Linked DNA regions of Mus musculus: regions 1, 2 and 3 are each linked to region 4. Evidence: chromatin contacts called from public HiChIP or PLAC-seq and promoter capture Hi-C data. All regions are on one chromosome and are shown on one strand. Each heading gives the region's core, a stretch centred on a gene start, on an enhancer-like site or on the middle of the called end of the contact. The rest is flanking DNA. Distances are from core to core; before and after follow the strand shown. Region 1 holds the start of Tspan3 (tetraspanin 3). Region 2 holds the start of Ubl7 (ubiquitin-like 7 (bone marrow stromal cell-derived)). Region 3 holds the start of Cplx3 (complexin 3). Region 4 holds the start of Snx33 (sorting nexin 33).

The links. Promoter capture Hi-C pulls out the DNA fragments that hold promoters and counts their contacts. HiChIP or PLAC-seq counts read pairs in DNA pulled down with a chosen protein or histone mark. Capture Hi-C pulls out chosen DNA fragments and counts their contacts.
Region 1: a contact with region 4 is called in a promoter capture Hi-C map of adipose tissue. The contact joins the promoter of Tspan3 here to the promoter of Snx33 in region 4. A contact is called at or near these places in 4 of 115 datasets of contacts at active chromatin or transcription factors (astrocytes, bone marrow-derived macrophages, embryonic forebrain and 1 more) and 2 of 9 other capture datasets (adipose tissue and embryonic stem cells).
Region 2: a contact with region 4 is called in a promoter capture Hi-C map of erythroid cells, with 15 times the contacts expected there. The contact joins the promoter of Ubl7 here to the promoter of Snx33 in region 4. A contact is called at or near these places in 3 of 39 promoter capture datasets (erythroid cells, hematopoietic stem and progenitor cells and liver) and 1 of 9 other capture datasets (liver).
Region 3: an H3K4me3 HiChIP or PLAC-seq map of bone marrow-derived macrophages shows a contact between it and region 4, with 3 times the contacts expected there. The contact joins the promoter of Cplx3 here to the promoter of Snx33 in region 4. A contact is called at or near these places in 1 of 39 promoter capture datasets (pre-B cells), 1 of 115 datasets of contacts at active chromatin or transcription factors (bone marrow-derived macrophages) and 1 of 9 other capture datasets (liver).

The regions. Positions count from the first base shown.
Region 1 is chr9:56,159,631-56,162,402 of GRCm38.p6, forward strand. Tspan3 (tetraspanin 3) reads right to left here and starts at 1,440. Exons shown (of 7, transcript NM_019793.3): 1 at 1,170-1,440. The coding sequence starts at 1,232.
Region 2 is chr9:57,909,555-57,912,254 of GRCm38.p6, forward strand. It overlaps Ubl7 (ubiquitin-like 7 (bone marrow stromal cell-derived)), which reads left to right and starts at 1,432. Exons shown (of 11, transcript NM_001122873.1): 1 at 1,432-1,505.
Region 3 is chr9:57,605,030-57,607,729 of GRCm38.p6, forward strand. Cplx3 (complexin 3) reads right to left here and starts at 1,252. Exons shown (of 3, transcript NM_146223.3): 1 at 952-1,252. The coding sequence starts at 1,115. Lman1l (lectin, mannose-binding 1 like) reads right to left here. Exons shown (of 13, transcript NM_199222.3): 13 at 2,004-2,251. The coding sequence ends at 2,119. Gm32392 (a long non-coding RNA gene) reads left to right here and starts at 1,402. Exons shown (of 3, transcript XR_003948333.1): 1 at 1,402-1,681.
Region 4 is chr9:56,926,955-56,929,654 of GRCm38.p6, forward strand. Snx33 (sorting nexin 33) reads right to left here and starts at 1,417. Exons shown (of 2, transcript NM_175483.5): 1 at 1-1,417.

The DNA.
Region 1 (2,772 bases), core at 190-2,689, 770 kb before region 4:
AGAATAGATGTGCATACTTTCCGAGACAGGAGCTGAGTGGGAAGTGGTGGGGGTGGGTGATGATATACTAAAGTATGCTCAGTGGGACTGTTCAAAGACTATCCTGAGTACTGTGGACAGGGAAAACTGCCCATGGCAAATGTTTATAACAAACCTGGGAAAAAGGAAACTTGATCCCAGCCTGAGAACCTGAGGGTCAGTTGGGTCCCAAATCACCAGTAGTGTGCCCATAATTAATAATTTATCAGAAAACACCCAACAGTAGTGTGTGGGTCATACTGCAGTACACTACCAGACTTTAAGTAAGAGTACCAAAGTAAAAAGGTTGAACTGTTCTAATATTAAGCTGTTCTTTTTTTTTTTTTTAAGAAACAAAAAAAGATGTGATAGACGACATTTTTGATAGTTTTTTTTCCTGGTGCAAAGTCCAGAAGGATTCAAGACGGAGGAGAGGGCCAAAGAACAACAGGTTAGTAAAAAGTCCCAGGTGAGATAATGACCTGACTCAAGACAGGTCGGTTATAAGCACTTTCTCTGGGGCCAGGTTTCCCGAGCCCCTCCAAAGAGCAACCTTTTATAGAAGTGAATTGGTTGCTTTAAAAATCTCCTGGCAGCTGATACATTTAAAAGGGTTTATAACCTCAGGCTACCCATCCCCACAACAGCGATTTTCTTGATCAAAGAAATGCTCTGCTGTTTCACGCTGAATCCTTTCCGTTTTCTGGGCTGCTTACCAGCCAACCAACTCTATACAAAGAGCTCTAAGCCGAAATTCCTGGCCCGGGACTCGACAGGCGTCCCCACGTAGCTGCTACATGACCTGGGGACAGCCGCTGGCTCTGCGAGGACTCAGACAAAGACAGCGGACCCGACTCACAGGGGAGTATCCCATTTCGGGCCTGGCGTCCCGACAGACTCAGCCCTGAGAACAGAGCGACCCGCAGGCTCACGCCGCGGCGACCCGCGTAACCCTGGCACCGTGCCAGCGGACCGGAGGCCCCCCGGGACCTCCGGTCGGCACCGTCCTGGCCTCTGCTGGGCCCTGGAAGGACCTCACCAAGAGCTCCGAGGCCGCAGGGCCCGGGCGACCCCTCGGCCGGCTCCCGCGCCCGCCTGGTCCCCACGCGCCGCACAGAGGCCTCCCCTGTCCGGTCTCCCCGCCAGCTCACCCAGAAGATGAGGTTGAGGAAGACCAGCACGGTCTTAGAGGAGGTGATGCCGCATTGGCCCATGGTGCCGGCGGCCGGCGGAGGCCCGGCTGGGCGAGCGGAGCGGCGCTCACCGAGCGAGAAGGCAATGGCGCCGGCGGCTCTGCTGAGAACTGCTGGGCCCGAGCCGCGTTCCCGCAGACCCCCGCGCCGCCCCAGCAAGCACCTCGCAGCTGCGTGCAGCCCGCCGCAGGCCCCCTAGGCCGTTCCCAGGCAACTAAGTCCCGCGTCTGCGGCCGCTTCTGCCAATCAGCGCCGCGGAGAACGAGGTGGCCTCGCCTCTTAAAGGAGCCGACGCCTCCGCGCCTTTTCTTCTGGCCTCTGACCGTCCTTGAGTGTAGAATCCTCTTCTGGGGAATTTCTAGTGGGACAAACACGTTCCCCGTCTTATTGAGTTACTTTTACAAGACCAAATGACTGGAAGACCACAGAATTCTGTTCTGTTAACTACTCTTCCCTAGAAAGACCCACCTCACATGAGGATTTTCGTGACTGCATGATACCTAAGCAGCACCCCATATAAGTTGGGAAGAAATACGGTGGACATCAACACACGATTATGAAGAATTTAGTATGCCAGAAGCTCTGCTAGCTCTGATAAAAAAAAATCATCAGGAAAGGAGAAAACACTGGCGCACTAGCAAAGCAGAGATGGTTGGGCAAGGCAGCCACCCTTTCAGCTCTATTCTTTGGACTGAGATTTGCAATTACAGATACATCTTCATACATGTTGACATGTGCGCTCTTTCCTGTAATCTTAAATGAATGGTAGCAATTAGCACCTTAAAAATAAAAACGGAGTGTGTGTCTGTGTGTGTGTGTCTGTGTGAGCATGTGCGTGTGCACCCACAAACATCCCACAGCACAGAAGTAAAGGTCAGAAGACAACTTTGGGAGTCAGTTCTTTACTTCCACCCTGTGGGTCCCAGGTCATCAGCTTTGGTGGCAATGTGACCTCCGCTCTGCTGGCTGCATGCATATTAGCTTCTTTTAACTATTAGTTCATTCATGCCACTACCCCTCCCCCAGCTTCAGATGACTGTCAGACTAATTTTACTGGTAGGGTAATTAAGGGTTAGAAAGGATGCCAAACTTGCCTGCAGCCACACATAGAAGAGTGATCTAATGCAGAAGCCACCTCAGCCACACACAGTACTTCTGCCACTGTCCTGCACTCTCCCTTACTCGGGACCTCTTTACCTGTCCTCAAACATCTCTTTTTCCTGTAGCCTCCCTGGTTCATCATCTTCCCTGGGCATTCACAGAAATACCCAAGCACCTCAGCATCCTATTCATCTGTATCAAGCAATGTCCATGTTATCAAAGACCCACTCATGTTCCCAAGACCTCACTCTGCACCTATTCTAGGTGATGGCATTCCACCATGAGGAAGAAGACAATGCTTGCCCATGTGGGGTTTTCATTCCAGTAGAAGAGGGTAGATATACCATGAGCAAAGAGGCAAGCAGACATGAGACGCGATGGTTGGGTCAGACCTAGAACACTGTACTGAGTGACAGGTGCAGCTAAATCCATTCTCAGGGAGAGATATAAATAACATCCA
Region 2 (2,700 bases), core at 182-2,681, 980 kb after region 4:
TCTCTAGCAGCATGCATATTTTATAAGACCAGGAGGGTTAATTATGTATGTGTAGTTTGCTTTTTCTCTGTTAAGCTATTGTACTCAGTTACTACCCGAGTTCTGTCCTAGAGTGGACTGTACAAGAATACAACTTTTGTTTTGTTTTGTTTTTCGAGACAGGGTTTCTCTGTGTAGCCCTGGCTGTCCTGGAACTCACTATGTAGACCAGGCTGGCCTCAAACTCAGAAATCTGCCTGACTCTGCCTCCTGAGTGCTGGGCTTAAAGGCGTGCGCCACCACGCCCGGCAAGAATACAACTTTTACACTTGTGTACACAGTAGCTATTATGAACTTTTTTTAAAAAAAAGATTTATTTATGTATTTTATACACTGTCACTGTCTTCAGACACACCAGAAGAGGGCACCGGATCCCATTATAGATGGCTGTGAGTCACCACTTGGTTGCTGGAAATTGAACTCAGGACCTCTGGAAGAGCACTCAGTGCTCTTAACTGCTGAGCCTTCTCTCCAGCCTGAACTTTATCTTTTAAAATTACATTTTTTTATTAGTGTGTGTGTGTGGTCAGTTTTGGGGAGTCAGTTCAATCCTTTCACCATTTGTTCCCGGGGAGGTCCTCAGGTTTGAATGCAAGTGCTTTTACCTGCTGAGCCATCTCACCCGTCCCTCAGCTTCACAGTTTTAAAGTTGGTTGTTTTTGGTTATTGTTTTCCTTAATTGTGGAACTTTCTGAGAAAAATCACTTCTCTCTTGAGTTTAGCTAACTCTAACTTTTGTGTAAACTCAATCCAATTTGATTGTGCATTAGTTTCTCAGCCATCTAAAACAGGCAGTGTCTCCACGAAAGTTCAGTGGAAATTCCCCTCCCCAAACTGATTCTACGAATGACTGTGTTATAAACCCCATTGTTGCATGTTCGCGGTGGGCCAGAAACCCGACTTAATCACTCCCCTTACGGACTCAACTTTTAGCGCCCTGGTGCGCTGCCACAAGGCAGGTTTCCTGGGAGAAAGGAGCAAGAAGCACAAGAGGCTGGCTACGTGGGAGAACTGCGTCTTCATCGGAAGGGCCGCGGGGCGCCTGTCCACTTAGGAACCCGTCCCCCTCGGAGAAGGCTCGCCCTCCGGCCTAGGACTCCTCCAAACCCGGGACAACCAACAGGCTTCACATATATCCCTGGAGAGCGCGGGAATCATCGGGCTATTGGCTGCTTTCGAAAATTCCACACTGAGTCTCCCTACCTCAGGTGGTGGTACAATTGTGTCTGACAGAAAGCTACAACCTACTGGCTTCTAGGACCTCAAACTGCTCGTGCTCGCACTCACGCCTCCTAGGACCCGGAAGCATTGCCACTAGCTGCTGGACGGCCATTTATAAGGGGCTGGGTCTCAGTGAAAACTATAGTCCCCAGAATGCAGCGCGGAGCTTCCGGTTTCCGGCAAGAGGACCAGAGTGAGTGTTTACACCGGCGGCTCGCTGCGGCCGGGTTCCTTCCGCGGGACGGGTGAGGGCGCTGGGCCCCCTCCCTGGGCGCGCGGGGCTCTCGTGGGTCCGGAGTAGCTAACTGGTCCCACGAGAGAGGTGGGGTTGTCAACATTGTCCCTACTCACGACTAGGTATCTGTGACCTTGGGCCAAGAGACTTCAGCTTTCTGAGTCTTTATTCCTGATCTGTAAAATAAGGACAATGATGCCAGTTTCAGGAGACAGTTGTGAGGATTGAAATCGGTATACAAAAACCTCCTTTCTCGCTTTAAACCTAAAGGTGGATAGTACCTTGAAGTCCGCTGGGTCGCACCACAGTTTTTTCTTAGCCTTGTCTTTACTGCAAGAGACCTCTTTGGCAGAAATAGTGTCTGTAACAAGGACTGGTCTTGCGGTACAAGGCTCTTGCACCCTTTGAATTTTTAGATTTATTTTGTGGGCATTCATATATGTCAGGCTGGGGACTGTGTTAGAAAAGCTCTAGTCTTGGCTTTCAAGAATGGGGGGGGTTTCACAAATATGAGGGACGCAATGAGAAGTTGAGAAGTAAATAAGTTGTACAAGGGAAAAAGCAGCAAAGAGAAGGTAGCTTTCTAAGTCTGGCATCTGGTAATGAAGCTGGCTGACTTGTCCTCAAATCTATTGATTTGTGTTGCTCTTTTGCCTTGAGGGAACAGGGAATGTGTGACCAAGAAGAGAGCATGGAACCGATGTGTTTGTGTGGGTCTTGGTAGGAGTTTGCTAAGAGGCCAAAAAGGGAAGAGAACTTATATGCAAAGACAGGAGGTGAGCAGAGTTACATATAGGGGACAACTTTGTTATGAAGTATACTTACGTGTGTTGTTATAAAGGGGCAGGGCTGGGTCTATTGAAGAAAGCTGGTAGGCGTCAGAATAAATGGGTTTGTAATCTGGCTGTGGAGTTAACACCCACCTGTTCATAGAAGTGCTTTGGGATTAATGGGGGCCTTCTAAGCAGTTAAGTTTGTTAGATCTGTGTTTTAACAATAAGACATTGGGTGGTGCTATAGATCTCTGATAAGGGCAGGCAAGAGAGACAAGGGCCCTCCTTAAAGTGTTGTTATAGCTAAATCAAAAGCTGGAGAAGAAAACCAGAAATGAGTGTGTAGAAGGGAGAGGGTTGGGTGATCTTGCTTGAACCTCACAACATTCCTATCCAACTGATTGGCCTTTTGTGTTTACTTTTTTTTTTTTT
Region 3 (2,700 bases), core at 2-2,501, 680 kb after region 4:
GCTGAGTGGGAGGGAGTCTTGTTCTGTCTGAGTCTCTCTCTGAAGATCCTTCGCAATCTCTGACTCAAGTCTCTCTTTGCTTCTCTGACAGGCTGTGTGGAAGGGGCGGTGGGGTTATGTGTGCAGGGGTGTGTGTGGGACAGTCTGGACTTGATCCTAACCTGCTATTTTTGGTATGCCACATTCCTTCCACTTCTGTAAAGTGAGAAAACTTGCAACTCATAAAACAACCGGTACTAAGTTGAGTGACAATAGCTGACATGTCATGAAGATTTGCCACGTGCCAGGCGCTATACTAAAGGGTTAACATGCATTAAGTCATTCAGTCCTCACAGACGTATAGAGCACGTATTGTGATTACCACTTCCAATTTTCCAGAAGGAGAAAGGAAATCACAGAAATGTTAAATGACTTTTCTAAAGTTACTCAGCTAATAAGCAAAGTGAGGATCAGAACCAAGCAACCTCCCCGCAATGTTCAGACCGTCGCTCTCTCTATCTCCACTCTGCCCTAGAACTCTTGCATAGAGTAGGCTCAGTATCTCTGAATACCCCCATCGTGGATCTGTCCCCATGACGCTGAGCCCTGCCAGATGAAAAGTACTTTTCTTACAGCCTCAGGCTCAGAGGAGCCCCAGTTGGAATACATGCGGTTAAGACCAGATCGGATTAAGGGATTACCTATTTCATCAGAGATGCACGTGCACCCTCCCCCACCGCACCCCTACCCCTGCCACACTCTTCACCCTTTCCCCAACCCCCTCTAAGCCAGAGGATGAAGCTGGAACAGGGTCCTGGATTTGAAACGGGATGGCTATAAAATCAGCTCAGAGAGCACCTCTTGCTCTCTTACTATATTTAGGAGAAGTAGAGGGGATCTCTGAGAGGTGGGTGTAGCAGCGTGAGGGTATTTGAGTGAGGGTCACATGAGCGAAGAAGAAATTCCACTTACTTCTCCTCCACCAGTTGCTTCTGATACTCCTCGTACTCTTCTCGGCTCATGCCCTGTGCTTCGGCTGCAGACTTGTCTCCGTCCCCCTTGTCCTCGCCGCCCCCCAGGCTCCCTGTGAGGTTCTTCAGTTGGCCACCCACCATGGACTTCACCATGAACGCCATGGTCTTTTCTGACCACCGCACCAGGCGCCTGGTTCGTCAGCGCCTACTTCAGCACTAAGTCCCGGGGACAGCTCCGGTTGCGAGCTCGCGCCCCACGCTTTGAGCACTGGTCCCTACCTTCCCAAAACCCTCCTCACAGAGGGGGGAGGGTGCGGGGGGGCATGCACGGGGCTGAGAAGCCTGAACCACGTGCCTGCTCCTCACTCCCGCCTTTCCCACGTGCCTTCTTTAGCGCCAGCAAAGCACTGCTGGCTACTGCTGACAGCTGATTAGGGCTTGTGGTGGCGGGGTCCCTGCCCTGGGAGAAGGGGCTGCGCTGAAGTGTGCCTTGGTTCCTGCTTCCTACCCTCCAATGACCTCTTCTCCTGGGTCATCGAGAACCAGGACTTCATCTTGGAGTGCCCGGTAGCAGCAAGGGGCAAACACCCCCACCCTTATGTACCATTCCATCCTCCTCCTCCCCCCACCTCCACTCTACTGACCCTAGCATCTACCTCAAAGTGCTCAAGGCCAGGAAGTGGGGGAGACCTCAGAAGCGCAAGCAGGAATCCCAGTTATATGGTTCGGTGAGTTTGTGCTCAGTTCCTTTGTCACGTGTCTGCCCTGCTGTCCCTAGAGCCTCAGGGAAGGGGAGTATTGTTTGAGGGCACTGAAAAGATGAGCCAGAAGGAAACACAGGGACTTGTCCTTGTCCTTGGTGAGTTTAGGGACAGAATTTTGCACAGTTATCTCCCTTTGCTTCAGTAGTTCAGAGGGAAAGGGTGTGGGGGTATCTGGCTCTTGGCCTCCTTGCCTGCTTGCCTGTTTGCTTTCCTGATGCCCACACAGAGAAGGTAGAAGCTATCAGAGGCTATGTGAGGCTGGGAGATAAATGAGGCTATCAAAACAGCAAGAGGAAAATCACCTTTAATATGATGGACTTGCCAAAAACTGAGATGTGGGCACTGGCTAAATCCTCTATCCCCCATTTTTTTTCCCCAGTAAGACATGGCTTTGAGCTGGGTCAGGCTTGCATGCTGGGGGAGATGGGCTGTCTCCTCAGAACCCCTATCGTCCTGGTGATGGGTAATGCAGGCTCTAGAGAAAGGCTTCCTGTGGACAGGTACTCCTGAAGCCTCTTGTCCAGCTCCTGCCTGCTGTGAGAGAGAAAAGGTTACTTGAGTCTCCCTTCTGAGACCAAGTATTCACACTTGTCTCACAAGACTCAGTGTATGACAGGCTGCCACATTCTGGGACCTTCTGTGTCTCCCTTGATGTCCCATGAAGTCCCCATTTCACCCCGGCATTTGAAGTCTACCTGGGTGGTTTAGTGCCAGAGTTGCACTTCTAGGTATAGGTTTTCTTCTTTGGTTTTTGTTTTTGACAAGATCTCATTGTGTAGCCAGCCCAGGTTGGTCCAGATTTCGGCATCCCTCTACCTCAGCCTTCCAAGAGTTGAGATTAGAGACATTTATTTCTAATCCAGAGCATCGAGATTCCTTGCCCAATCTTGCAAATTGGCCCTGCCCTTTACTTAAACAGTACTCAATGACTGTCTTTTTCCCCCCTAAAGATGTTGTTTTGTTTTGTTTTGTTTAATGCCTCC
Region 4 (2,700 bases), core at 167-2,666:
CCTTTTGGTCAAAGAAGTGTCCATGGTCCAGAAACTGCCTTGGGGTATCTGCCTGTAAGCAGGGAGGGGTTGGTCATGGCCACAGTCTTTCTCCTCTCCCTTGGCAGCCCCTGGAAAGGAGCGGGTCTCTCCCTCCTCACACACCAAGCAGAAAAGTCAAATGACTTGAAGAAAGCAGCTCTGCTAGAACCAGAACGAGACACACACTTTCCACTAAAACAGTGTTGTACAACAGAAGAGATTTACCCTCAGACCACGGTCCCAGGAACGCAGGCAAGGTTCTGCCTCCTCTGGCTCTCCGTTCTTACTGGCTCCGGCTTTGGGAGGCTCTCACATTCTTCTGGAGATCTGCTCCTTCCTCCTTCCTCTCTCCTCCCGGGCCACCGCGTCTTCAAGAATCCAGAAAATTCAAGAGGGGCAAAGAGAATAACAGCAGAGTCCTGAACCAATTCCAAGGGTGGATGTGTCCGGCCTCCAAAAGAGCCAGGCCAGGAAAACAAGGGCCAAAGCTTGCACAACCGGCTGAAAACTACTCGACCCAGGGGGTGCGACCCCGTCTCGCTAGCTCTGGTGCCCTCTTCCCGCCCTGCAAATGGCCAGCCCCCGCCCCCAGATAACAAGGGGGGGCGCGACAAGCAGCGCAAAGAACTTCTGGCCTCTTTCACTCAGTGCCTCTTTTGTTTGCCTAATTCCTCGGCAGTTTCAGAGTATGAAGCTGACCCGGATCAGAGTCTCAGAACCCCTGTCCAGAAGTAACGCTAGGAGAAACCTCCACCATCACCACCCCCCGCCCCTGATGTGCCCCGGAACACTCAACAGCAGTCAGTAGATAGAGCTCTGTCGAACAGATGGCGTAGTCGGGTGTTTGTCAGTCCGTCCGTAGGTTCGTTCTCCGCGATGCCCTCTGGATCCGACCCGAGAGGGACTAGCTGAGCCCCAGCTTCTTGCCTCTTTGCCCCTCACTCGCAGCCCTTCAGCGCTGCCAGCAGGAAGCCAAGTCCAAAACAAACATTCACCCTCCCTTCAAAAAACTAAAAAGAAAAAGAAAAAAGAAAAAGAAAGAAAGAAAAGAGAAGGGGGGAGGAGTCCAGGAGATGGCGTTCCGAGGAAGGAGGCTAAAGCAGTAGGGGAGGTGAGGGGTGGAGAGAGAGGGAGGGAGGTATGAGGGAGGGAAAGCAGGCTACGGAATTCAACAAACTCTACCGCACTTCCGTGCGTCCTGGCCGGTCAGGGACCGCACAGCTCCGCCCTCCCGCGGCCAGGGTGCCACCGCCGGCCTTCCGCTCACTTTCCTTCTGGCGGGCGCCCTCCCTCTCTCCGGTTCAGTCCCGGTGGCCGGGATCCAGGAAATGGACCCGGGAGTCGGGGAGCTGCGAGCTTTCAGCAGCCCAGTTGCCGGCGCCCAGAGCCGCTTCTCGCTCGGATTGGATCGCCGCGTGGGGGAGCTCGCCAGCCGCCTTCGAGCTTCGCCTCCTGGACTTGGTCATCCATCTGCCTTTTCCGTGACGCAAGTGCAGGAAAACTCCGAAAGTTTGCGGAGCGCAGTGGCAAGGAGGGAGCTATAAAGGCTAGGAGAACCGCCTCGGCTGCAGGGGAGCAGAGCTGCGGACTCCCTTTTCCCAACCTCCTTTCCCGCCACGCGTACTTCGATCTGTCTAGGGGCTAACACAGCTCCCGGGTTGTTCTCAGATGGTGTAGGCAGCAAATTGTGACCCTGGTATCCCGCAGGTGATAACCGATGCTGTAAGCAAGATAGGGAGAGGAGCCCTCCTGCCTTCCGCAGCTCCCAGAGTGTGGGGGTGGGGTGCCAAAGACCATGTAACTTCTTCAGTGACAAGTTGCAAGTTTAGGCACAGGCGGGTTCTGGGTTGCTTTGTCCTTTCGCGGGAGCCAGATCTTCCTTCCAGGCCAGCAGCAAATAGCAAGGAGAGAGGAGTGGTCTGGTAAATAGCCTTTAGGCTTCCAGGATTCGACCCTCCACATTAGGCAAAACTAGGTGTACTAAAGACAGGAGTTGTGCTGAACTCTGGAGCGAATATAACAGCTGGATTGCTGCTGTGGTTTTTAATTCACACTGTCTGTCCCATCATTAAGTTTATATTCCAAACAACAAATTAACCGAAACTAAGATTATCGTCTGGAAGGTCATAAGTATCTTCACAGAGAAGCAAGATGTTCCAGCCTAGTGTGGCCAGTGTCGTGCAAAATGCTTGGGAAGGCACTGATCCCAGCCTAAGTGGAACACATATCAAGAACCTTCCAAGCCGTGGTCACCCATTCCTTCAGTCCCAGCACTAACAGAGACAGGCAGATCTCATGAGTTTGAGGCCAGCCTGGTCTACAAAATGAGTTCCAGAAAGCTAGGGATACATAGAAAACCCCTGCCTCTCTGTCTTGTCTCTGTCTGTCTCTCTTTGTTTTTCTCTCTCTGTCACACACACACACACACACACACACACACACACACACACACACACGCACGCACACACACACACCTCCTCTTCCTCTTGGAGCCCTAGAGCCTTATTTACCCAATCTTGCTAGGGCTTCCTACCTCCAGGTTACTATTGTTCTTACTTATTGCTGATTAACTGGTATAAAGTAGTGCTGCTGAAGGTTGGGACATTTGGCTGTTTTGAGGGTCATGACTCCTAGACCTCTGACTCCAAAACTCATAAACTTTGACTCCCTATGAAGGAT